2 separate regions of the Mus musculus genome follow, and region 1 is linked to region 2. Evidence: chromatin contacts called from public Hi-C data. All regions are on one chromosome and are shown on one strand. The core of a region is the stretch at or near the end of the contact, and the rest is flanking DNA. Distances in the headings are between cores, read along the strand shown.

Region 1 (5,954 bases), core at 3,055-5,554, 150 kb after region 2:
TTGTCAACCAGGAGTAGATGCTTTTCACTCCCAAATGCCTTTTTTATTATATATCCATGCATGGTTTTTCTTCACTACATTGTTGATGTTGTAGATTGTACGAACTGGTTTTCAATTATTAAGAAAGCTTTGTATCTCTGCTTCTAGCCTCCCCTTGCATTGGTTAAGGATGGGACCACAAGTTTTTTCTGTGTTCTTTTGACAGAGTCAAGAAGTTATAGTCCAAAAGTTCCCCATCTTGCTTGGCTACTCATTCCCTGATTTCTTGACTAGAGAAAGAGACTGTTGCTGTGGCTACTTTAGTCTGTGCTCACAGGTTTCTACCACCTTTATTTCCAGAATTATTGAGGCAAAAAGAACTCTGAGTATCTGCATTCTGTTTTGTTCCATGGGTCCCAAAGTCCCCTGTCTATTGGTTTTCCCTGGAATCCACTACTTTCTGTTCTATAGCTGGTGTCCAGGGTCTTCATGTGTATATAATAGAATGGATGGCAAAAGATACATCTGCTATAGCTTCTCAGAACATAATTATGCACTTGATTCTCTGGAATTATTCTGAGTTTATTGTAAGAAACTTCATGTCTTAGAAGACAATGTTTTTGTATCACGTTTAAAGTTATTACATGGTTCGTCATTTTTGATAGTTCTCCTATACTGGGGCATAGAATCTTAGCAAGACCAAAAGCCTCTCCTCCCATTGATGACCGACTAGGACATCTTCTGCTACATATGCAGCTAAGGACACGAGTCCCACCATGTGTTTTCTTTGATTGGAGGTTTGGTCCCAAGGAGCTCTGAGGGAACTATTTAGTTCATGTTGTTGTTTCTCCTATAGGGCTGCAAACCACTTCAGCTCCTTTGGTACTTTCTCTAGCTCCATCATTGGGGGACCCTGTGTTCCATCTAATAGATGACAGTGAACATCCACTTCTGAGTTTGTCAGGCACTGGCATAGCCTCACAGGAGACAGCTATATCAGGGTCCTGTCAGCCAAATCTTGTTGGTATATACAATAGTGTCTGGGTTTGGAGGCTGTTTATGGGACGGATCCTCAGGTGGGGCAGTCTCTGGATGGCTCTTCCTTCTGTCTCAGCTCCGAACTTTGTCTCTGTAACTCCTTCCATGGGTGTTTTGTTCCCCCTTCTAAGAAGGATCGAAGTATTCACACTTTGGTCTTCCTTCTTCTTGAGTTTCATGTGTTTTGCAAATTGTATCTTGGGTATTCTAAGTTTCTGGGCTAATATCCACTTATCAGTGAGTGCGTATCATGTGTGTTCTTTTGTGATTGGGTTACCTCACTCAGGATGATATCTTCCAGATCCATCCATTTGCCTAAGACTTTCATAAATTCATTGTTTTTAATAGCTGAGTAGTAATCCATTTCTCTGCTGAGGGACATCTGGGTTCTTTCCAGCTTCTGGCTAATATAAGTAAGGCTGCTATGAACATAGTGGAGCATGTGACCTTATTACAAATTGGAGAATCTTCTGGGTATATGCCCAGGAGTGGTATTGCTGGATCTTCCAGTATTACTATGTCCAGTTTTCTGAGGAACCGCCAAAGTTCTCAGTTTTCTTATTATTTTTCTTATTCTTATCATTTTTCTTATTCTTATCAGTTTTCTTACCTCTGGGTGGGAACTTCTATATTTTCTTGAAGTTTCTATTCTTGTCAAAAGAAGAGAGTTATTTTTTAAATTTTTGATTTTTAATTTATGCATATGTATAGGAGCCTGAGTGAGTACATGGGCATCACATGTATGCAGGTGCCCAGAGAAGCCAGAGAAGACATTGGGGCCCCTAAAACTGAAGATACAGCTTGTTTCAAACTGTTCAAAGTGGGTCTGAGAACTGATCATGGGTTTGCTGCAAAAGTCAGTTCCCAATCTCCCTTGCTATTTGTGTTTGGGAGGTAAATGAGTCACAAGGACCCTGCCATGGAGATTAATCCATCCATGGATTAATGGATTAGCAGATTAATGCATTGTTGCTGGAATGACTTTGTTGTCAAAGTGAGCTCTCTCTCTCTCTATATATATATATATCTGATTGATGGCTCTGTCTTGCTATGCAACACCCTGTACCTTCTGGAATTCAGTAGATATGCCCCACTAGTAAGAAGACTCTCAACAGAAATGAGTCCTCAGCATTAGATTTTCAATATCTGGAAATTTCATAAGCAAACAACTTCTCTTTGGATATTCCTCTTGTCAGGCGTTCACAGAAAACACACTAAGATAGCAACATAAAACATAAAGGCAGGGCCTGGATTTCAAACATCACAATGCCGCTGTGGTACCCCGCCATACTTTCTATGATGAGTTTGTATGAGAAAGCACCACATATCCATGTATCCACATATCCATGTATCCATGATTGCCAGAGGTTACTTAGAGGAAGGGGAAAGTTACAGCAGGGCAGCACGTCCCAGGTTGACAGGATCTGAGTCAGGCAGGGTCAAGATGTGGGGGGGTGGGGGGGGTTCAGAGTTTCACTGAGAGAGAAAGTGAGGATCCAAAGCGAGGGACCATGAGTCACAGCAGAACTGCAAGCCTCGAAGAACCAAAGACATCTGCAACCTGTGGCTGCAGAACCAGGTGGGTGTGCAATTCAGATAGAAGCCAACTGAAAACATGAAATTCAGCATCAGACCATTCAAACACTGGGAGGTGCTGGTGTTGATCGGTAGTGAAGGAGGAAGAGATGTGGTCAGTTTTAAGGACCAGGAACAGCAAGGAGTGTGTGTGTGTGTGTGTGTGTGTGTGTGTGTGTGTGTGTGTGTGTGTGTGTATGTGTGTGTGTGTGTCTGTGTATCTGCGTGTCTGTGTGTCTGTGTGTCAGGGGGTGATGCTTAGAGACCAGCCTCTTCCTCAAGTAAAGAAAGCTTCAGTTGGGTCTCTTGGCTTTCTTACTCCTGTTCATAAAAATCAGCTGAAAGATTCCACAGAGGCAATGTATAGACTTACTGTCTATCTAAGTGAGGATAAGTTCAGATGACATCTTAGAAGAGATTTTTCAATTTAAATTGTCTTTTTTATTTTGAGAATTTTATACCTGGGTGTTGTATTTACTTCATATCTATTCCTCCCTCTCCCCACAACTCTTTCTGTGTTCCCCTACTCCCTATTAAGTTTGGGACATCTTCTATAATTACTATAATATGTATATGTATGTGTATATATGTATTTGTATTTGTATTTTTACTTGTACATGTACATGTATATGTACATATATAATCACAACCTACTGAGTCCATTTAGCATGACTTTTAAGTACACACTGATAAGTGTAGCTCTCAATCCTCATCCAGAAAACATTTTGGTTCTTCTTGAAGCATATGGAGGCTACTACAAAGATCAACAACCATTCAAAATGCACAGACTAAATGACCATGGGATGTCCAGGTCCAACTGGTGCAGCTACAGTGAAGAGGGGTTTTGTCACACTTATGACTCTGACTGACCACGTGAGGTCAGATTGGGAAGCTGGGTAAACACATGAGTTTCTGCTGTAGAAGTATCAGTCAGAAATATCCAAAAGCCAGGAAAATGACCACATGTCTGAGCTGCTATGTAAGATTTGTGGCTTGTGATCCAATTAGACAAGCTGTCAAATCATAGGATTCTGGTGTGGGCTGGCCTCGGTCAGCCCGTGGAAGCAGTTTAAGAAGGACAAGGCTCAGCCCATGTTGTCTGTGGACCTCAATACATCATTCCTCTTGAGGAGAAGGTGTGATCTACTTTTCCCACAATCAAGGGCCCCATAGTGAGTTTTAAACTATTTTCTCAACTATGTCACAAAGACTTTCCTAGACATTACAAGCCCCTGAAAAGTGGGCCGGCACAAGTGAAAACAGCTGTTGGGTAGATGTAGATCATAGTTCTGGGGTGATTGGGCCGTTCCTTTGATTTATTTCTTCAGCGAGGCAAAGCTACGTCATTTGAAAAGCATGTTAGGAGATGTAAGCTGCCTTCATGAGGTCATGGATGTTGCTAATATCCTAACTCAGGGACAAGCAATCTCATTTCTAAAAATCCTGCTGTGACTCTCCAAAAACCATTTCCTAAGTCAGAAATAACAATAAGCTGTAAAAAATGTAACTTGCTTTTATTTCTATGTTTAGCCTGCAGTTCATGAAGACGCGCCCTCTGGGCTGGCAGCCCGACAGTACCTCATAGCACTTAGTAAGTTTCCCATGAGCTGATGGATCTGCTGCCTTTTTTACCCTTCCTGCTGCAGCTACTGTAGAAGACTCATGTGCCTCGTTCATCGTCTCATGTGAAACACAAAGCACCAGACCTGAGATCTGAGAGTCATTTGATGAGTAGGTATTGTGGTGATTAATAATGACTGTATATGTGACAGGATATAGAGTCACCATGGCAACAAGCTTCGAGGCATATTTGTGAGGTAGTTTCAAGATTAGTTGAATAGAGAAGGCTCACCTAACTGTGGCCTGTGCCAGTGGGCAGAGAGGTCCTAGACTGGATGAAACAGAGAAAGCAAGCTGGGCACCAGCATCTCTCTCTCTCTCTCTCTCTCTCTCTCTCTCTCTCTCTCTCTCTCTCTCTCTCTCTCTCCATTCTGACTGCAGCTACAATGTGGTCACCTGAGCTGCTGTCACCATGCCTTCCCTTCCATGGTGGACTGGAACCTTACACTAGAAGCCTACGTTGTTTCCCTAGGGTATTTTGTCTCAGCAATAAGAAAAGATTTGCTAATGTCGGTATTTAATAAACCAATCAATTAATTAAAATCTTAGATAAATAAGCTTCCTATCTTAAATAGACAAAGCAAAATATCTAGCATAGAACAGACACTCAGAACTGGCAATGTCACCACTAAATGTCTGTCAAGAGAAAAAGCTGCTTTTTTATATTTATGGATATTTATTATAGACATCTATATTAGAATTTCCATTAGATTTCTTCTTGTTGTTGTTGTTTTGAAAAGGCTGCTTTTAATAATCGCCTGTGAAGAATCTTATCGAAGTTCCTTGACATCATCATGGGAAGAGCAGAGGTGGTGGCAAGCCTTTCAAGGTTGTCATTCCCCCTTGCCATCTAGCTGTGAACATTAAGATCAGCCTTGGAGCCTGTCCTTACATTTCTTCTTTTTGTTCAAACCATAAAATCCTGTGTGGTTCGGATTAAGTTTTGAGCAGGGGCTCTATTCATTTGGTGACTCATTGGAAGGAGAATGGAAAACATTGAGAGATTTTCAGCTAATGAATAAAATGTGTGGGGTAGTACCTCTCCAGGTCCCGGCTCTCAGTCACAGCTCACTGTGGGAAGGATGCCCTGCTTGTCCAAAGACTGGATGCTCTACCACAAGAACGGAATGCCCTGCGCTTAACCAAAGACCATGGGAGGAAACTATGGCACTGGCTCGTCCTAGGGTGGCCCCTTGCAAGTCAAATCCCAGCTGAGCTTGGGACAGAGCTAAGAGTTTTGCTTGTGGCACTCCTCACAGAAGGTTTGGTTTCCACTGACGTCCAACTTTGGAGACAGAATATTACCTCAGTCATCTTTACACCTGGAACAACCCAGCCATCTGGAGTAAAGCCAGCCTTGGAGCTAACTCTTCTACCAGCAGTATATCTGCTTCCTGCTATGGAAGCAGGCCCGAGGGCAGGGCTGATCGCTGAGGACCCTTCATTAGAGGGCTTCTCTTATCTCCATTTGTCTCCTCCCAAAGTGACCTCATCCAGTCTGAAGACAGTCAACACCAACTCCCAAATGCATGTCTTCAGCCTGACTTTCAAACTCCAGCTTCATTACCTTCACCAGCCTCCTTATCACTCCTGTTTTGGATACCTAACAGCCGTCCATCCTAACGCATGCTAACAGAATTTCAGAAGCTCCCACGACACCTGCTCTCCCACGTCTCAGTTGACAAGGACTCCATTCTTTCAGCTGCTCAGGCCAAACCTTGCCACCTCACTTTGATTCACGG
Region 2 (6,156 bases), core at 2,300-4,799:
TAGCAAATTCAACTTTCCACAAGGATAATTGTAAGTGAAAACATAGAGCCTAATCTAGCAGAGTGTTGATCAGATCCTCAAATACAACTTAACATGTTATCTGTACTACACTGTGAATGCTAGCCTTAACTATCAACTTGACACAACCTGGAATCACTGGGAATAAAGTCTCAATGAAGGATTCTCCACATTGGGTGAGCCTCTGGGACTATATATGGAGGATTAACTTAATTAAGTCAATTGATGTGAAAAGATCTAGTTCACTATGGGAGGCATCATTCCCTAGGCAGGGGATCCTAAACTGTATGACAGTAGCAAACCCAAGTAAATTAGCAAGAATATATGCATCAATTTATCTCTGTCTTGACTGTAGATGCATTTTTTCTAGATGTTTGAGTTTCTTCCCTGACTTTTCTTACAACAATGGACTGTAATCTAGATTTGTAAACCAAAGTAAACCCTTTCTTTCCTAAGTTGTTTTTTTTTTCACCAAGGTATTTTATCCCAGCAACAGGAGTGAAATCAGACCACCCACTTATAATTCACCTGTTTGTCTAATGAGCAAATCTTGTTTTAGAGTCATTTTTATCTATTTTGATCACCTTGAAATTTGTTTAATGGTTTATTAGAGTTGACACCAACTTTCTTTGGGAAGTACAATGAAAATACTTCTGTTGAGAGGGCTGGTTTGTTAGTTAAAGGGATGGGGAGAGAATTCAATTGGTCAAGATGCTTGCTGCTGTGCAAGCACGAGGGCCTGAGTCTCATCCCCAGAACTCAGTAAAAACTATAAAAGGTCGAGCATGGTGGATCACTGGGGTTTGTTAGCTAGCCAGCCTAGCTGAATCACTGAGCTCCAAGCCAGTAAGACACCGTGCGTCAAAACAAAATGAAACAACATACAAACCAACAACATTAACAAAACCCCCAAATGGATGGTGTCCCGAAGAACAACACCTAAGGCTAACTTCTAGACTCTACATGTACCCCCTACACAACTGCACCCTCACACCAACCCTCACAAAGAGGATTTGATGTGTTCAAATAAAAACAAAGTGATGTAGGAGTTCAAAGAATGTTTTCTGTCCCAGGCTGTTCATGCAGAGCTCAGCCCTGCCCCTTTCTAGTGGAGTGGCCATGCTTGCTGTGCCTGGCTCTTCCTATCTGTAGGATGAGGATAAATGGAGCTTTATCTCAGGTGCTCAGTGTCTTGCTTTACTTTTCTCACTTTAATGTGTGTGCTTACAGAGTGCTCCTTGCTAGACAATATTCTGAGACCTTTAAGACATCAATGTGTTTTGTCCTCATAACTCTGTAAACCACATTCTATTGTCTGTATCTACTGAAAGAAACTCAAGTTTGGTATGCACTATGTCTAAGACAGTGCCTGAAAGATAACCAGTGCCCAGGGTCATCAGTCACAGGTCAAAATCTTTCTTTGTATCTTCCTCAGAAAAGTCACTTGACTACTCTTCTTTGTACTCCTCGGATAAGGATGTCTCCAAATAGACCAGAAAATGTCTAGAAATTAGCAGATAGGGGGCAAATGATGGTCATGCTGGAGCTTACTGTCTCCTTTCCCCCATGATCTGTGAATCCTTTTCAAATACAAGATGCTGACTAAACCAGAAGATGGAACACTATCTGAATGCTTGAGCCCAGACTACCCAGAAACACTGCTTCTCCACACAAGCCTTTAGTGAAAGGATCCCCACGTTCACCTTCCTTCTTCTTTCTAGATTTGCCTTGAGGATTCAGGATTGAAATCAAATAGCATTCAACTTCCACAAAGATCAAAGAGAGGTTTCTGGGATTTCCACTAGAGGGCACATTATCAACAGGCCAGAAATAGCCAACAAGTTGGCCTAAAGCCACAAAGAAATGACAGTTTCTAGGAGGTACATGAACCCAGGTATCAGGGATTTTTTTTCTGATTCAGAGAAGCTCCAGCACTGAGAGAGACTCCAGCATCACTAGTGGCTTTGCAACTCGGGCTTTGTATTTCTGAGCTTCAGTGGTTTCCCAAACCTTGGCTTCAAACAGTTAGAAGAGAAGCCAAGAGCAGCTAGTCTAGAAATTTGTTTTTTAAAACCCACTGCTTTACAGCTACTGTGATTTATGTGGCTACTGTGTTCACAGATGAGACTTAATAAACAACCGTTATCTGAGTGCTCCTGGATAACTGTTTTGATCCCTTTCTTCTTTTCACCCTTCTCCTTTTATCTTTCTGACATCTTTTTCTGGATATTCTCTATTTCTTGAGGAGACTTCAAGTGATAGGAGGGAGAAAGTAAAAAAGCAAAGCTCTCAAGAACTCCACTGACTTCATCAGAAATCTGAATTTCCTTCAGGTCTCCAACTGCTCAAAACCTGCCTCCCCACTTCTAAGCAGATAAATTCCAAATTGTCTGCCTAGATTCTGAGGAGGCTGGGCCCTGGAATGGGTAGCCGTTCTCTCCTCTCTACATCTAGAGGACACCAAGTTCTGGCAAGGCCTTTGTGAAATAAAATAAAATAAAATAAAATAAAATAAAATAAAATAAAATAAAATAAAATAAAAAGCAGTAACATACCTGCCTACTTCCACACTCCCCAGAAAACAAGAGAGGTCCCTGTTTCCTCTCTAATAGCTATTTGAGTATCTGGGTGAGAAGACTAGGGTGTCAGCACTTCTGGTGTGAGGAATGAGAAACAGAAAAGCCATATGCTCCTATCAAATTTTGTCTTTTTGTCTCATTCAATTTCCCAGATATCTTTCTGATAGAAATGACTATTCCCATCTTACAGATGAGAAAATGAAGACACATCATTGCTAAATTACTTAAGATACACATCAGTAAACAAAGTATGGCAAAGTTGGGTTTGAACCCAGGGTCTGACTTTAAAGACGGTCATGCTAAAACTAGATGTTAGCTGCTTTTCCTGGAGTTTTTGCCATTTCTCCTCCGGGGGTGAGGATGGAGGAAGTGGTTTGGATGAAGCTGCTGGAAAACAGCAGTCACCACGTGATGAGGTCAGCAGTCTGGAAGCCTGAGGAGGGTGGGATGGAAGGGGCGGGAGATGGGGAGCCCTAACAAGCAAACAAACTACTGGTGTTGAAGACTAGATGTCAGCAGAGGCAAGAAGTGGGGCCCGAGGCCAGGGTGCTGGATCAGACTTCCTAACTCTATGACCCTTTGCGTGGGCCACCATGGCACAACTCCCCACACTTCCACATGACCTGATCCTCCTTCTTCCAATAAATACAGCATCTAGGAGGTGTTTATAGGTTTCTAAATAAACTCCTTCGTCAATATAGCCTACATGGTACATATCTTCACTTATGCTTCAGGAAGACTCTTTGACTCCCACAGAGAGCTCTGGAGTGTTGGCCTGGCTTATAAGGTTTGAAAATGATCTCTTAATATCAACAAATTCAAGTTAACAAACTTATGACAATAGGCAATGAGACAGGGGAAGTCAGAACTCCAGCATAACTCTACCACTTTCTACTTGGGTGGTTTGGAGACTACAATATACTTCTCTGTGTTCCTAGCTGACTCATCCATTAAAAATGGGATAAGGATTTCTTCATCACTAGTTGAATGTATAAACACAGACATTCATAAGTGATCAGTACTAGATAGTAACTTTGGAGGCCATAATTGAGCTGGGATGTTTGTTCCCGTTTGGAGGTACAAACACAAAGCCTGTTCTCAATAAGTTTGCCAAAGTGGAAGAGAGAGGACAATGGGGAAACTGATAAGATTGAACTATGTTAGTGACAGGTGGACACGGTCAAGGCGGTACTAGGAAGGGGGAGTGCGCTCAATCTGAGTAAAGGTGGGGTAAGACACTTCCTGAGGATGACATCAAAAGCCACAGCTTGGTGCCCAATTTTGGTTAATGTGTAGCCACATCTTGGATAGGCTGATATTTCATCAAGGATACCAGATGTTTGCTTTGGTGACTCCTTGCTCTTAGGTCTTGCTTTGAAAACAAAAGCTCTTCTGTGAAAATCAATGAGCTTGCCTCACAAGGTGCCTTAGATCTTTAAATAATATGGATATAGTCACCCTAAGTTAATAACCACACAATTAGGGTCAGAGTTCAGGAAACAAGAAGGGATGGGGAAGGAAGAAACTAAAGACCTACTGTATAAATGTTGACATGGCAGGTAGGAATTCATGTGTGTATGTTTGTTTGTGTGTCTGTGTCAGTAGGTGTTGTGTACTCATGCATGTGTGTGCATATGTGTGTGTGTGTCTATATGTCTGCGTGTTTGTATTGTATGAATGTGTTCCTATGGCTGTATGCACCTATGGGAAGACCAGAGATTGATTTCAAAGGTTCTTGACATCTCTGATTGTTCTCCACCTTGATTTTGAAACAGGGTCGTTTACTGAACATGGAAGTCCTTTAAGCCAGGCCGTCTAACCAGTGAGCCCCAGAGATCTGCCTATACTGGGGGTCCCAGAGGTTGGGGTACCTCCACATGTGGCTTTTTACTTGGATGTTGGAGATGTGGACTCAGGTAGGCCCTCGTGCCTGGACAGCAGATGGTTTATTGAATGAACCATCTCCTCAGCCTTGAAATTAACATTTTGAGAGCCTATAACACACCAGATAACACTAAGAACCTTACCTAATACCCTAGCCGTGGACACTTTTCCTGCCCACTCTTTATTTCGGGTGATAAACTACAACTCCAGTTATTTAAGAAATGTAAGCAGGATCCGACTGCTAAGTAGGTGAAAGAACCAATATTAAAAAACCCAGCTTTTAGTCCTGACACCAGTGCTCGTGATCTTTATAATGCTCTGGATACTCCCAAACATACATACTTGCGTGTGTCTGCTCCTTCTTCTCCAATAGAATGGCATTTATGAATTTGTTCATGGTTTTCCATGCTATGTTACTGCTATGGCCTAAATGGTGTTTCTGAAACAAAAACATGAACATAAACATAAACATAAATATCAGAGGTAGCCTTAAGCCATGAAAATCTTTCAACACACCCACTATAAACTGTTTGTACTAAAAGGCCTTGTAATTGGTCTCCTCCTGTCTCATTCTTTGGAAGGTATCTTTATAGCTCTTCCCACTGGAAGACAGAATCAATCAATCTCTCTGTGTGTCTCTGTCTCTCTGTTTCTCTCTGTCTCTCAGTCTCTGTCTCTGTCTCTCTCTCTCCTTTAAATCTAAGTTGCACTTGGGTTTGGGCTTGGCCAAAACAATATGGTGGAATCATACAAAGTTAGTTTTGGGCTTTGACCACTAGGAGCTATGTAAGCATTCATTTTCTTTCTAGGTCCCTGCCAGGCCTATACAAGCCAGCTGGTAGCATGTGAGATACATATGGAAACAATCTTGGCATCCGAGATGAAACCATCCTAGACTGGCAGTGTTTCTCCAAGCAGTTTATCAACAACATAAACATGAATGAGTCAACTGAGCCAGCCCAGATCAGCAGAGAGACTGAATCAACCCTCAGACTTGGGAGAAATACGTTAATGTTTGTTATTTTAAGCATCTAATTTTAGAGCTCATCTTACTGCATCGGCAGTTAGCTGATACAAGCAAAATGTGAATCCCTTTTTAATTAGGAGTCAACAGAGGCAAACCATGTATTTGTTCTATTTTTAGTCTGTTCTCTAATTTGGACTGATTTCCCCCTAGATTGGATGGACCATCATCCCCTGGGATCTCCTTCCGCCATTTAAAGAATCCTCTTTATTTCTTCACCCTCACATCTTTCTTTTCTTGATAGCATTTAATTTTAGGTAGAATGCATTCTTTGGGGGTTGCCTGAGAATGACTGAATGGGCTTGGATACTGTGCATATCTGAAATTCTCCTCTTATCCATACTTTGTATCATAGCTCAGTCAAGAGTCTAGCCTGGAAATATTTCCCTCCACATTTTCTTTAAGTATAGTTAAATGAGTTTAATTTAACACAGGCTAAACAAAACACTTTCATGATGTTCATTTAGTTCAAGGTAAAACTTCCAGTGGTGTATTCTTGAAGGCCTACTATTTACTGTTAGAGTTCTAGGGGCCCTTGGTTTTGGAAGGGTTCTACAGGTGCACAGATTTTACTACTCAGCCAGGGTTAGTGTAGTCTGTGGGTTACAAGTTATTTTTCTTGGAAATACCCAAGTCTCTGGGAAGCTCTTT

What was found. A called contact is a pair of places that touch in the nucleus more often than the background predicts.
Region 1: a Hi-C map of pancreatic cancer cells shows a contact between it and region 2, with 1.6 times the contacts expected there. The contact joins two enhancer-like sites. A contact is called at or near these places in 3 of 15 datasets of contacts at CTCF or cohesin (CD8 T cells, the NIH/3T3 cell line and pro-B cells), 9 of 484 Hi-C or Micro-C datasets (the C3H10T1/2 cell line, the HPC-7 cell line, Th1 cells and 6 more), 5 of 115 datasets of contacts at active chromatin or transcription factors (CD8 T cells, the HPC-7 cell line, acute myeloid leukemia and 2 more) and 1 of 9 other capture datasets (embryonic stem cells).

The regions. Positions count from the first base shown.
Region 1 is chr2:102,952,792-102,958,745 of GRCm38.p6, forward strand. It overlaps Gm34483 (a long non-coding RNA gene), which reads left to right. Exons shown (of 6, transcript XR_866583.2): 5 at 4,123-4,323. Among named protein-coding and RNA genes, the nearest start is that of Gm34483, 15 kb to the left of the region's middle. Within about 2 kb of position 4,305, at least 60 of the 459 cell types and tissues checked have an H3K27ac peak or open chromatin away from gene starts, as enhancers often do. A contact at or near this core is called in the NIH/3T3 cell line and pancreatic cancer cells, where this site is marked.
Region 2 is chr2:102,802,427-102,808,582 of GRCm38.p6, forward strand. No RefSeq gene overlaps it. Among named protein-coding and RNA genes, the nearest start is that of Gm13872, 59 kb to the left of the region's middle. Within about 2 kb of position 3,550, at least 31 of the 459 cell types and tissues checked have an H3K27ac peak or open chromatin away from gene starts, as enhancers often do. A contact at or near this core is called in the NIH/3T3 cell line and pancreatic cancer cells, where this site is marked.